2 separate regions of the Mus musculus genome follow, and region 2 is linked to region 1. The links are chromatin contacts, called in public promoter capture Hi-C maps. All regions are on one chromosome and are shown on one strand. The core of a region is the stretch at or near the end of the contact, and the rest is flanking DNA. Distances in the headings are between cores, read along the strand shown.

The links. Promoter capture Hi-C pulls out the DNA fragments that hold promoters and counts their contacts.
Region 2: a promoter capture Hi-C map of the HPC-7 cell line shows a contact between it and region 1, with 2.2 times the contacts expected there. The contact joins the enhancer-like site here to the promoter of Arih1 in region 1. A contact is called at or near these places in 8 of 39 promoter capture datasets (the 3T3-L1 cell line, the HPC-7 cell line, HPC-7-derived erythroid cells and 5 more) and 7 of 115 datasets of contacts at active chromatin or transcription factors (bone marrow-derived macrophages, craniofacial prominence, differentiating embryonic stem cells and 4 more).

The regions. Positions count from the first base shown.
Region 1 is chr9:59,483,153-59,489,655 of GRCm38.p6, forward strand. It overlaps Arih1 (ariadne RBR E3 ubiquitin protein ligase 1), which reads right to left and starts at 3,222. Exons shown (of 14, transcript NM_019927.2): 1 at 2,827-3,222. The coding sequence starts at 3,195.
Region 2 is chr9:58,991,319-58,997,821 of GRCm38.p6, forward strand. All of the region lies in intron 1 of Neo1 (neogenin), which reads right to left. Among named protein-coding and RNA genes, the nearest start is that of Neo1, 42 kb to the right of the region's middle. Within about 2 kb of position 3,008, at least 2 of the 459 cell types and tissues checked have an H3K27ac peak or open chromatin away from gene starts, as enhancers often do. A contact at or near this core is called in the HPC-7 cell line, where this site is marked.

The DNA of each region.
Region 1 (6,503 bases), core at 1,972-4,471:
TTGTTTTCTGTTTTGATTTTGTTTTTGTTTTGTTTTTTTGAGATAGGGCCTCACTATGTAGCTAGCTCTGGCTGTCCTCTAAAGCAATATATTATAGATCAGGTTGGCCTCAACTACAGAGATTAACCTGACTCTCCCTCCAGAATGTTGGTATTAAAGGCCTGCAACAATATGCCTCCCTCCTCAAAGCAAAAATTTTAAATGACTATATGATAACAATTAGGCAACTAGTTTAACTTGAAAACACTTAACACCATCTCAATCCCTTGAAAATGAGCCTTTCACTTTAATTCTACAAGTGGACTTACACGAAGAAATAAGAAAATATTCTATGTCTGACCTCTGATATGTATACTTTTAAGTTAAAAACTATAAAAAGCCAGTAAATAGATTGGCTATACAAATTAATGTGCAATCACTAAGTTCTTTAAAAGAGTAGTTATTTATTAGAGAAAGTTCTTCAGAAATTCTTTCTGGTTTTTCTCCCCACTGAAAACAAATTACACAAAACCATTCTGGTTTTTGTTTGTTTTTTTTAAATATGTATGGCTATGTAGGTTCCAGTAAACTAGCTACAGCTCAAATTTTGATGTCTCTTGGTAACTTACTTAGTAAAGTTTCTCTTTACTTGTGAGATTTTTTTTTTCTTACAATGTGCCTGTACATCCAAGCAATGCTTTGAATTTAAATAACCTAAAACAGAATCAAGCCTAGTTTAGATGTATAAGAATACTAGCTCAAGGAATGATGGTCTGGGATATATCCTACCTTTGCCTTGACTGGTATTTCTAATTATAAACTTTCAACAAGGGATACATGCTCGGGTGTTCATGAATGCTACTTAAGAACAGTATTACTCATAAATGCTAAAGTAATAAATCAAGAAAATATGGAAAAGTACGACACTACCCCCCTACCCCCACCAAAATCCCCAGTTTTTATAGGTCTTAGTAGTTCATCAGCATTCATTCTTATCTAAAACAAGAAAGGATAATGTCATGCATAACAGCTACCTGACTGGTAACTGAGATAAATCTAAGAACTGACAAAACTGGATGAGATTTAACTAAAGTAAAATACACACTTTTAAGTCAAAAAGTTATTTTTGAGAATATCTTTGATTTATTTCAAAACATAATTTTAATGCCAGTAAGCTAGGTAAGTTTGATGATTTAATATAATTGCATGTAAATAAAAGCAATTCAAGTTTTAACCAAATTCCTTGCTAATGCAATTTTTTTGTTTCTTTAAAAAAAAAAATGAAAGAAAGAAATCTCAATTAATTATATAAAAACTAGAGCAGTGAAACTTAACTGACTTCTACAATCCTCCCATTTATTTTTTTATTGAAAAATGCACCATCATCTACAATGAAAATTGAGTTTCCACTACCAACAACACTAGATGAGATTTTTCCATTACACCAAACACATTCTTTAATGCCTACAAGGTTTAATCTGCAAAACGGTGCCTTCTGAATCAAACCATAAACATGTTAATAATGGAAAGTCAGCAAGTAGGCAGTAACACTGATAATCTGTCCATTCTAAAGTTAAGAAGCAATGTGCTTAAAAAAAAGAGTAACTTCTTGTTCATATGTAGTTTCCTTCCATGTAGCTACTATTTTCTAAAAGTTAAAATGAATCAAGATTTCACTCTGATTTTTCATTTTTCCAACATTTTTCGAGGCTGACCCTAGAGCCTCGAACTTTTTGCTCTACCACTGAGCTGTTATTATCTCCAGCCCTCTTTTTACTCTATCTTGAGAGAATCTCACCAAGTTGCCCGGGACAGCTTTGAGCTCACTCTGTAGTCCAGGTAGGCCTTGAACTTGCCACCATCCATCTGCCTCGACCTTCTAAGTAACTGAAATTTCAGACTTTCACCACCGGGTCCTATGTTATCTTTACTTTCCAATCATATCCCATTTGTAACAACTTTTCCCCCAAACAAATGTAAATTTATTTCCTAAAGCTCAAAAATACAAAATCGGGATGTATATAGCGTTAAATAGGATGCAGTTTCTGGTCTGAAGCAAGTTTAACTTCTATGCACGAAACAGAAACCTTCAGAGAATAGAGTCCAGAAGCCGGAATGCCTCTACTTTCTAATTCACAATAGAGTTTTGTCCAATTAGACAACACTGTGTTTTATTGTTGCCGAAGCTGCAAGGGTGGGTAGGGGATCTGCAATAACTATTCCAACAGCTTCCATCAAGTTACTTGCTACCAATGGAAGAAGTAGCAGTTAGGTCCCAAAGAAAACATACTCCTCCCACTCCCCCAAAAATGTAGGCATAAGCCTCACCATCAGAAAATAAGGTCCATCAGCACCTCTTCCGAGAAATAGTTCCCTTCCCCCACCTTTAAGTAGCCACTTAGGACTGCCAAGGAGATCCATTTCTTTATTAGCCGGTGCCCACTTGGAGCAATCATACACTAAAGCTGCTCTGAAGGGCCTGCCCTAATCCCATCTGAAACTGCTCAAAAGACTCAAGGGCTAGGGATAAACCTTGAGAAAAGGGCCGGGTTCTTTCTGACACCTCTTTCACACTCACCACCTCACCCGCCTCTAGCCCGCCCCGGTATCCCATCCTCCGGCCGTAGTCATGCAGGAACTGCCGGCCATAGCCGCTCAGGCAGCCCCAGGCCTCCGCCATGCCAGGACTCCGGGAAGCACCGCCCAAGCGCACCTCCCGACCGGCCGGCAGGGCACACAGGCCCGTGACGAGCCAGGCCCTGGCCTGCTCTTCGGCGCCGCACAGGCCGCCTTGGGTCCGCTCCCTAAGCCGGCTCCGGGGCCAGATGGCGTGGCGGGGCCCCTCACCTGGATGACCTCGTTGACCTCCCGGATACATTCCACCATGTGCTGCAGGATCTGTTCGGCCGTGAGCACCTCGTAGCGGTAATCCTCCTCCTGCTCGTGTCCCGGGCCGCCGCCGCCACCGCCACCGCCGCCGCCGCCTCCCGGACCCAGAGCGCTGCCGCCGCCACCGCCAGTCTCCCCGCACAGCAGTCCGTCTCGCTCCCCGCCGACGCCCAGCCCGGGCTCCACCAGCTCCACCTCGCCCAGATCCAGGTTATCATCGTCCGGCTCGTCCTCGTCGTCGTCCTCCTCCTCCTCGGCGCCGCTGTCCTCCTCGCTGCACTCCTCGTCCTCGTCGAACTCGTAGTTGTAGCCCTCGTCCGAGTCCATGGCGCGACGCGCGCGGGCCCGGCAGACGCTGGCCGCGGCGCGGAGAGGGCGGGGACGCCGAGGCCCCGGCTCTCGCTCCGGCTCCGGCTGCCGTCCGGACGCAGGCCTGGTTCCGGCCCCGTGGGCCGCGGCTGCTCCCCGCGTGCGGCGGTTGGAGGCGGGCGGTGGCGGCGGCGGGGAGGGCGCGGAGCAGGGCGGGAGGGAGCGCGGGGGCCGCTTGCTGCCGGCCTCAGTCAGACGCCGCTCCGCTCCGGGCTCGGACGGAAAACAGTCCCCTGCGCCACCTCCGCGGCCGCTGCTACCGCTACTGAGCCAACAAAGGGGCGTGCGTCACCGCGCCGCGCTACGTCATCGCGTCGGTCCGCTGCACGTCACCGCGCCACGCCCCTTGGCCCCTGCGTAGTATTTGGGGAGACCCCACGGCCGAGCCTGAGCAGGACGGGAGCGCGGCGGCGCGGCGGTGGCCCGGAGACACTGGGAAGCTGTGGCTCCTTGACGTGAGGAGGCTGGGGCCTTCCGGTCGTGGGGAGGAGTCTGGGGAGCGCCCAAGCGGAGGTTTTCTCCGAGGACCTTTCTCGCTTCCGGGCCTCACAGGCACATCTGACACGCCCTGGCTAGTTCCGGGAAGCCGGTAGCTGTGCTGCTAAAATTCCGGTTGCCCGAGTTACTGCCTGGAAGGTAGTAGTACGCGGAACCTCCAAGTTGGGTGACAGGTAGTTGGAGTGTTGCTGTCCACTCGTGGCTCTACAGCGGTTCTTGGGTCCCCCTGATGTGACGTCATAGTAAAGACTCAGTTCCTGAACTCATCTTGACAAGCACTTCTTGAGGGTCCGGAACAATGTGACAGTCCTGTTCCTCAATTAAGGCCATCAATTCCTCAATCACTAAGGGCCTTCCATAGATTAGTGCTCATTACCACAGAGTCCTAGTACCCAGATTATAGCGGAGGCACCCGAGACTCTAAAAATAAAAGTGTATATACCTTGTGGTGGCATACACCTGTCCAGCATGCACAAAGGCCCCAATTTCAGTCCCCAGCAATGGAGCAGAGAGGTTTTCTGATACATAATAAATCTTACATTTTATGTAAATTACAGTGATAATTCCAGGAAACAGTGCAGGCAAACCACATCTACAAAGACCAAGAGAGACTGCTTATCTGGAAATAGTGCAGAAGTGAGCTGGGTTGATGGATGGCTATTTCAACAGAGGAGGAGAGGAAGATGGCCTTGGGTCAAAACAGAAGGTTCACAATAGTTACAAGGCTGAAGTTTAAAACTCAATCAGTAAATGGGAAGTATTGGGCAAATTAGTTAGAGGTCATGACAAAGCACTTAATGCCTTTCCAAGACTGGGTTTATCTTGTTTTGTTTGCTTTAGACTTAATACCTTGAAAATAGGACACCAGAGCCAGGAAAGTGTTTTGAAGGAAGTAGAGGCTTAAGAGACCTCCCTCTTCCAGTAACTTGAAGGATTGGCCAGTCTGAAAATCTATTAAAGCTGAACCCTTAATAGATACAGTACTTAAGATATAGATTCTGTTTAGAAATTGCCTTTGAAAAAGTGGAAAATATATAGATACATACTTATATAATGTCTATGTCTATTTTGTTTTCAAATGATCGATTTATTTCTTTACACACACATATTTAAACTGGGTTGAGTGCAAGGCAAGTGTAGATCAGAAGATAACTTATGGGAATTAGCCCACACTTCACTGTGTAAACTACAGAAGTTGGGTTAGAGTCATCAGGCTACATGGAAAGTGCTTGTCTGTACCTGCTGAGCCTTTCTCGGTTTGTTTGTTTGTTTGTTTGTTTGTTTTTTAAGTAGGATCTCATGTACCCAGGATAACCCTTAACTCCTGACCTTCCTGCCCCTGCCTCCAAATGCTAGGATTTGAGACATGCACCACCATGCCTAGCTCAAATCAAAGCTCTTAACAACAGTTCTGGGTTATCTTGGTCCCTTGAGTCATTGTGTTTCTATTTAGCAATTATAACTTATTGCCACATCTGAGACAAACCACAGACACAAACACCCTTTGTTCTTCTCCATCCTGTTGTGGTATATCTATGGAAATAATTCAGGAATATTTGTGTATTCATTCACTGTTTTATTCTTGTGTTATTTATTCAAATAACAGACAAAAGCAAGTTAAGGAAGGAGAGGATTAATGTTCACATTGTGAGGTCAGTGTCTATCCTGTCAAAGAAGGCATGATGACAGAAGTATAAGGCAGTTATTACATTGTATCAGCAGGAATAAAAGAGAGAGATGAACAATAGTTTTTAGATCACTTTCTCCTTATAAGTCTAGGACCCCAGCCTATGGAATGTTACAGCCCAAACATAGGATGGATATCTCTCACCTTAGTTATTGGATCTATGAATTCATAAAGCTGCCCAGAGCTTTATCTCTGAGTAATTCTGGGTCCATCAAGTTGATATTAGCCATAACAATTTTAAGACTCTTAAAAACCCTTTGTGTCATCTTCCTTTAGGTGCTACAGTGGCTGGCCACTACCAGAAAAATGCATAGCAATATGCATGCTAAGTTTCAAACACAAAGCCAGCTGAACCCTCAATACTACTCGACAGTACTGTTAAGTTTTAAATTTTGTTTTCATAATATGACTTCTTTATACCTTAACTAGTTTCCTCGAACTTCCAACCCAGTAGTGTGGGTGGTGGTTCACACCTTTAACACTAAAATCTCAAAAGACTGAAGATTCACGTTTGAAGCCACTGAGAAAACTACCAGCAACAAAATTCACTCCACATTTGCCTTTTCCAATCCTCTCGAGTACATGAGTTTAAGTTATACTAAAATTTGAAAACATCTGAACCATGTTTAAAATTTTATCTTTGAAAATATCATCATCACTGAAATATGCTAAGCAGCTAGATAATATTAAGGGATAAAGCCAGAGAAGACAAACGAAGCAAAGTCCCGAAGAGAATCATAAGCTATCCTAAGAAATTTACAATAGAGCGGTGGGAAGTTTGAAAGGATTTTAAGCAGAAGAGTAAAACAATATGATCCTTGTTCTCAAAAAGATAGTTGGGCCAAGCAGTGGTGGTGCATGCCTTTAATCCCAGCACTTGGGAGGCAAAGGCAGGCAGATATTTTGAGTTTGAGGCCAGCCTGGTCTACAGTGTGAGTTCCAGGACAGCCAGGGCTACACAGAGAAACCCTGTCTCAAACAAAACAAAACAACAGCAACAAAAAAAAAGATAGCTGGGTGCTTCGTAGAGCATGGGCTAGAGCGACAACCGCTAACTATGAAACCATCTCAGAAATCCAGG
Region 2 (6,503 bases), core at 1,758-4,257, 490 kb before region 1:
AGCAATGTTTTAAACTACAAGAAATTAATGATATTCTTAGGTAAGTTTTCTTAAGAATATTTATTTTTTTAAAAGATTTATTTATGTCATTTATATGAATACACTGTAGCTGTCTTCAGACACACCAGAAGATGGCATCAGATCCCATTACAGATGGTTGGGAGCCACCATGTGGTTGCTGGGATTTGAACTCAGGACCTCTGAAAGAGCAAGCAGCCAGTGCTCTTAACTGCTGAGCCACCTCTCCAGCCCAAGAATATTAAATTTTTAAAATACTTTTTAGGTTGATTTTATGTATATGCATGTTTTGCTCAATGTATGTGCACCATGCACATGTTCTGCCCACAGGGTCAAAAGAGGGAGAAGATACCCTGGAAGGAGTTATATAGATCACTGGGAACCACCACGTTGGTGCTGGGAACTATCCTGGGTCCTTAACCACTAAGCCATCTCCCCAGCTCCTATCAAATTTTTCATTAACTTTATTCTCTTCTGTTCCATTTTTATTTCATTTTTTTACATTTACTTTTCATCAAGAACTCATTGTGATGTAAAGAGCACAGGAGAACTCAGTTCAATCTTTCTAAGCCTTTGGCTGGCACCGTGAACATATGAAGAAAAAAATTACAAAGAAAACTGCTATAAACTTTGCATCTTAGGCAGATAAAGCTTCACCCTTTACTTAAGAAAGAAGAAAGGAAAAGAAGGGAGGGAGGGAGGGAGGGAGGGAGGGAGGGAGGGAGGGAGGGAGGGAAAGAGGAAGGGAGGAGAGGGAAGCTATTGTCCAATTGGTAAAGAACTCAAGCTGTAATCAAGCTTCATCTTCAGCAAAGTCTAACTCAAACAACGACGTTAAGACTGTTATTTCTAAATTATGTAAATTGTGACTTCAAGATACACTAATCCTGTATTATAAATCAGTGATTGGTTCTAAATAAATATAAAACAGAATGGCAGAAGGAAAAAATAAACAGAAACCTTTCAAATCTTTGAAGAGCTTCCCAACACTTAAAAATCTAGATAAATCCAAAACAGTATTTTGTATTAGAAAAAAAGGTCTCGATTCCACATGATGAGGCCTAAGAAATGTATGTGAAAAGTCTTAAAACCTCTGGAAAGGAACTTAGCAATTTTTGAAAAGTAACCAGAAGTTATTCTATCTGTTCCTATTAAAATGTTTACTGCATTAACCTTCTAGACGTATGGAACGTATAAAATGGTACTAACACTGTTCTAAACATTTTGCACATCTGCATCACTCATTTATGAGAAGCGGCCCTAGTATCACCTCCATCTCATTGAAGAAAGCAGCACAGAAACATTAAGTAACTTGCCAAAGGTCACACAGGTAAGAACAGAACGTGGGTCTAAGATCTCAAGTGCTACAACGTATCACTGTACACACACAGCTATGAAAATTCATTCCAAACATATAGAAAGTATGCAATAAAAATCATATTAGAAATTTTAGGAGAAAACAAGTATAACCTTGGAGCTTAGACAGCCTTTTAAGTAAAAAGATGAAACCTCATAGAAACAGAAAAAGATAAACTTTACTTTCTTGAATTTGACAAACACATTAATTACACTTTTGCAAAGCACAGAAACAAAGCAGGAAAACAATAGAGAAAGATGATTTTTGTATACAAGAAAAAATTAAAAAGTTCAAACTACTCAGCAGAAAAATGGGTGAGATAAAACCATCACAATACGTGGCAGGATGGTCTGGATCCACTCATATAGTACAACAGTCCCCACCTGCCTCAGAGTATTATCCAGTAAAACCTGAGCCATGTGTTTAATTGGCCTAGAGTTCTGTGGAAAATGACTAATACCAATGAATGTAAATTATAGCTCAATGAATATGTGAGTACATAGGCCCTGAAAAAGGTAGGAAGTGTGCATCAGTTTCTTACTCCTGGTTACTGTGAAGGAAAAAGATAAGAAGATAAAGGAGTAAAAATCTAAAGACATATTAAACAGCTTCACAATGAATCATTTACTGTTCAACAACCATGTGCAGAGAGCAGAGAAATCTATCATTTAACAGTTTTCCTTTGGGCACTGCAGAGAGCTCAGCTGTCTATACAAAAGCTGGCCTGGATGTCTCAACAGTCCTCATAGGACATCTACTTTAGTCTGCATACTATTAGTTTACTAAGGCCAGAGTCACTGGACAAAATACGATGAAATAATCGTAATGGAGCCTGTCTGGTATCTCCTTCATTTCCAAGTCTCTACAAATTTCTCACTTCTTAATAGAATAGTTCTCACTTTTTGATAGATTCTTCCTCACTTTCTGATAGACTACTTCACACCTTTTGACAGAATCCCATTCTAGGAAAGAATACATTCACAGGGAACTACTTTCAGTTATAAGCACCATCCCTACAATACCAACAAATCTAACTGTATGCTTCATACTAGCTGTAAATTTTATAGTACCTAAAGCAAGATATCAACACATGGCATTTTAATGCCAGCAGAAATAAAAACCCTGCTCTTTTTCAGGAAGAAGTACAAAGTTCAATAGTAGAAATTCAGAGCAAGCCTCTTTATAAACCTACAAATGAAAGCAGTCTGTGTAATTTTCTTCACTATAAGAAAATTATCTCATCATAAACTAAGATTCTACTCTCAAGTGACTTCCTATTTCCTTACACCGCAGTATTATCTCCTAACACCAAGTGCATCCCAAACCACTTCCCAATGTGACATTTCACTTTATCCTTTTATGTTCCGTGATGCTATACAGCTCAGTCTTAAGTTCTCAGTTTTTTAATTAAAAATCCCCCCGCCAAAATTGGAAAGTTAAAGTGACTTAACATTCAAAGACACAACTTAATATATTTATATTACCAATTTTACACAGATATTTAGAAAGTGACAAGTTTTTTCTACCATTTTACTACATAACATTTTAGCAATTTCAGCTCCACAGCTTACTCTTTCTGCAAAGCTAATTAATTCTTCCAAAGACTGAACTGACCTTAAAGACATCATCCTTTGCATCTTCTAACCACAAAGAACGCCCCCCTCGGAAAATATGTTCATCTTAATCATAAGTTTGTAGAGCAAGGAACTGAAGGCAAAAATAGAAGAAACAAAAGAGACAAAACAGAAATAAAGAAATCCAAGATCTAGTCTGGATTTTGGTTGTTGTACTTCTAAGATTGAATGGGAATTATGGACAAGGTGTAAGGGTATAAAAATAATAATGAAAGCTTCCTGAGTGTTCACTATGCATTAGACACAATCCAGGCTTTATGAGAATTCCCTCAGTCCAGTTCACTAATGGTAAGAATTATCATCTTTGATTTAAAACCTTTTGCTACAAAATGAATAAAAAATTGCTCCAAAATAATTAAGCTATCTGAACCAAGATCATAATCATTACATGTGCACTATCTAATATGGGTAAGTGATATACACTGAGAACTTGAACTACAGCTAGTCTTAATTGAGATACATGTAAAATAGTAAAAACCACACAATTGATTTAGAAAACATGGATTGTACAAACACACAAGAATGCAAAGTATCTAATAATGTATGCTGATTTACATGTCTTTTGGAAATATTTACTAAATATTAATAAAATGATTTCTATTTTACCTTTTTAGTATGGCAGTCAGAAATTTTTATGGTTTTGGCTTGTGTTATTATTTCTACTGAGAAAGGCCAGCAGCCAACTATGTTTTCCTTCATCAACACTAAAAACAACCAAATTCACATTATTTTTTCAAAGGGTGAATGGAATTATGGCAGTTAATAGGAAGGATCAAAACTAAATTCTCTCTTAGATATCAAATTAAATAATTGACAATGAAAATTAGGACTTTAGCAGCTATCAGCAGTGATCTCTTAACACCTATTCAGAAATGTTTCCTTAGAAACAAACTTTTTAGAAATTTTTTCAAGTTTCAATAAAAAATGTATTCATTTTGATGTTTCAGCTTGCTGAGGAAAGGTTTCTGGAGCAGAAATCATTTACAAAGTATTTCTTTATGCTTTAGGAGGAGCTAAACTTCACGAGAAGCGGAAGAAAAACATAAGCTACTGGGGGGATGCCCTTGTCCCGGTCCCTTCCTATCCTTCTTCCTACTCCCTGGTTGACTTGAGTTAAGAAGCTCTGTTCTGCTAACATCCTTCCATCATGATGTACAACGACCTCAACCCAGGTTTAAAAACATAGAGCCAGTGATCAAGAACTGAAACTTCCAGAATTGTGAGCCAAAATAAATAAATCTTTCTCCTTTACACTGCTTTTCTTAGGTATCTGTCACAGCAAGAAAAACTCTAAACTGGCTGGAAGCAAAACGTTACAGAAAAGAATTTAAGTGATATACAGAGGAGCTAGACGTGTAACTCAGCTGGTAGAGGACTTGTCTGACATTCACTGGCTGAGTTCTAGTCCCCAGAACCATATAAATATCTATGGTCATGAGTACCTGAAATCCCAGCACTTGAAAGGTACAAGCAGAAAGATCAAATTCAAGGTTATCCTTAGCTACATAGCAATTTTGAGGCCATCTTGGTATACAGAAGACCCTGTCTCAAAACAAAATGCCATAAAAGTCAAAAGACAAAGGAGCAGAGCACAGAAGAAGCCAAAGGACTAAAAGAGGATGAGCTGCCTTGACCCCATTCATTACATATACACCGAGGTTATACACTAAGATCATGTACTGACGGTCAAAGTAAAAATGGTTTCAGTAAAATATGTGAAATAAGGCAGCAAGAATGGGGAGAGCACTACAACAGGAAAACTGATCCCCACGAACAGTGAGACTCCTGGCAAAGTATTTACCATAGCTGAAAAGACTCAAATATGATTAATGTGATTTTTAAAAGGAAAGCAATCATTTAAAACTTCAAGGCAAACAAGATGGTGTCATGACAGTGAAGTTAAGAAAGTTAAAGGGATCAGCAAACGGCCATCTGTAGAACCATCACAGTTAGAAAAGGAAATTCGAGTAAATTAGGTTGGATAAAAATGATGCAGGTGTAGTGGGAGCAATCTGGGAGTCCTGACTACGATGGAGAGACTGAAATTATTCTAATACTACAGCACTGCTGAGGAATGGCAAGGTGGGACACAGATGCACAAGCTGATTTCTATACTGTAATGACGAAGTCACTGGAGATGAAGACAGCAAGGAATCGAAAGCCTACCATGAAGAGGTCAGTCAGTACCACGCATGCTGCTCAGAATTATCTTAGGTTTGAAACAGAAGACAGTAAGATTCAATGTCTTACATGAACATCTTTTAAAATATTCACCAAATAGCAAGTACACCGACAATAGTGAGCAAGAGAATCAGAAAGCGATAGCATGCAGTGGCACAGATTCTAAGAGCAGCAATTTGAAAATAGAGTGACCTTCACATTTTTAAAAACTATTTTTCTATAATTCTTCTGTAACTGGCTACCTTCTAAGGAGTTAATATAAGTCAGTTGATATTCTTTCAGTATTAATAGCTTTCATTGTGATAAACAAGCATTATATATTTTATTAAGGTATATCACCATATGTACACAAGCTGTCACCAAGTTGAACTAAAAAAATTTGAGTAAAGATATTAATCCTAGAATATAGACAACTGCATCCCATAAATAATTCGATGAAAGCTTTCACTGTCAAATAATGCTTATGAAATCCTATGGGCAATCTAACAGGTTAAAAGAGAGAACAAAGTGAAAAGTGGTAATAACAAGCTATTTTCTACAAGTAATGTGTACAATCAAGCTCTCAACCCAAAATAAAATGTTTCAAGAAAAAAAAAATCTTGTTTCTAACAAGGTCTGCAAAATTGGGTTCTAGAATTCTTTTATTCTGTAACAAATTTACTGATGAAAATAAACAGAATTCTAAAGCTTGTTAACCCAATTCTGCACTATTAAAACTGCCATGTTAAATCACAGACAAATTTCATTCACTTATTGATTTTAAAAAATATCTTCATATCATGTCCACAATATACCTCCCCAAAAAAAAATTAGAATAAAAGAAAAGAGAGGGAGAAAACTCTAAACCTCCCAAAAGATGTTCACAGTATCAAAAGGATAACACATAGCCCTAGAACACGTTACTAAAATGAAATGTAAATGGCTCACAATCATCTGAAACTATGATTTCAATTTCATAGTAAGAAAAATGCAAATTAAAACTACATTGAAATTTCTCACTTATCACACTATCAAAACTCCAAGCCTAGATAGACTAACTGTAAGGAAACAGGCTGATGAAATACAGAATGGCGTATTCACTGACTGCATCTGGCATATACATATATATGTATTTATCATCCTCCAACCCAACAACCGCGCATCTCTGAAGTGATATCAAAGGTACACTGGATAACGTCGTAAACAGGTACAAAGTATTCATTGTGAACCTATTCAGACTGAACGTGAGGACTCATTCTGATATATGACATGTAAACTCAACTAGGATACACTAATACACTGAGGTACTAGTACTATGCAGATATAAATAAGAC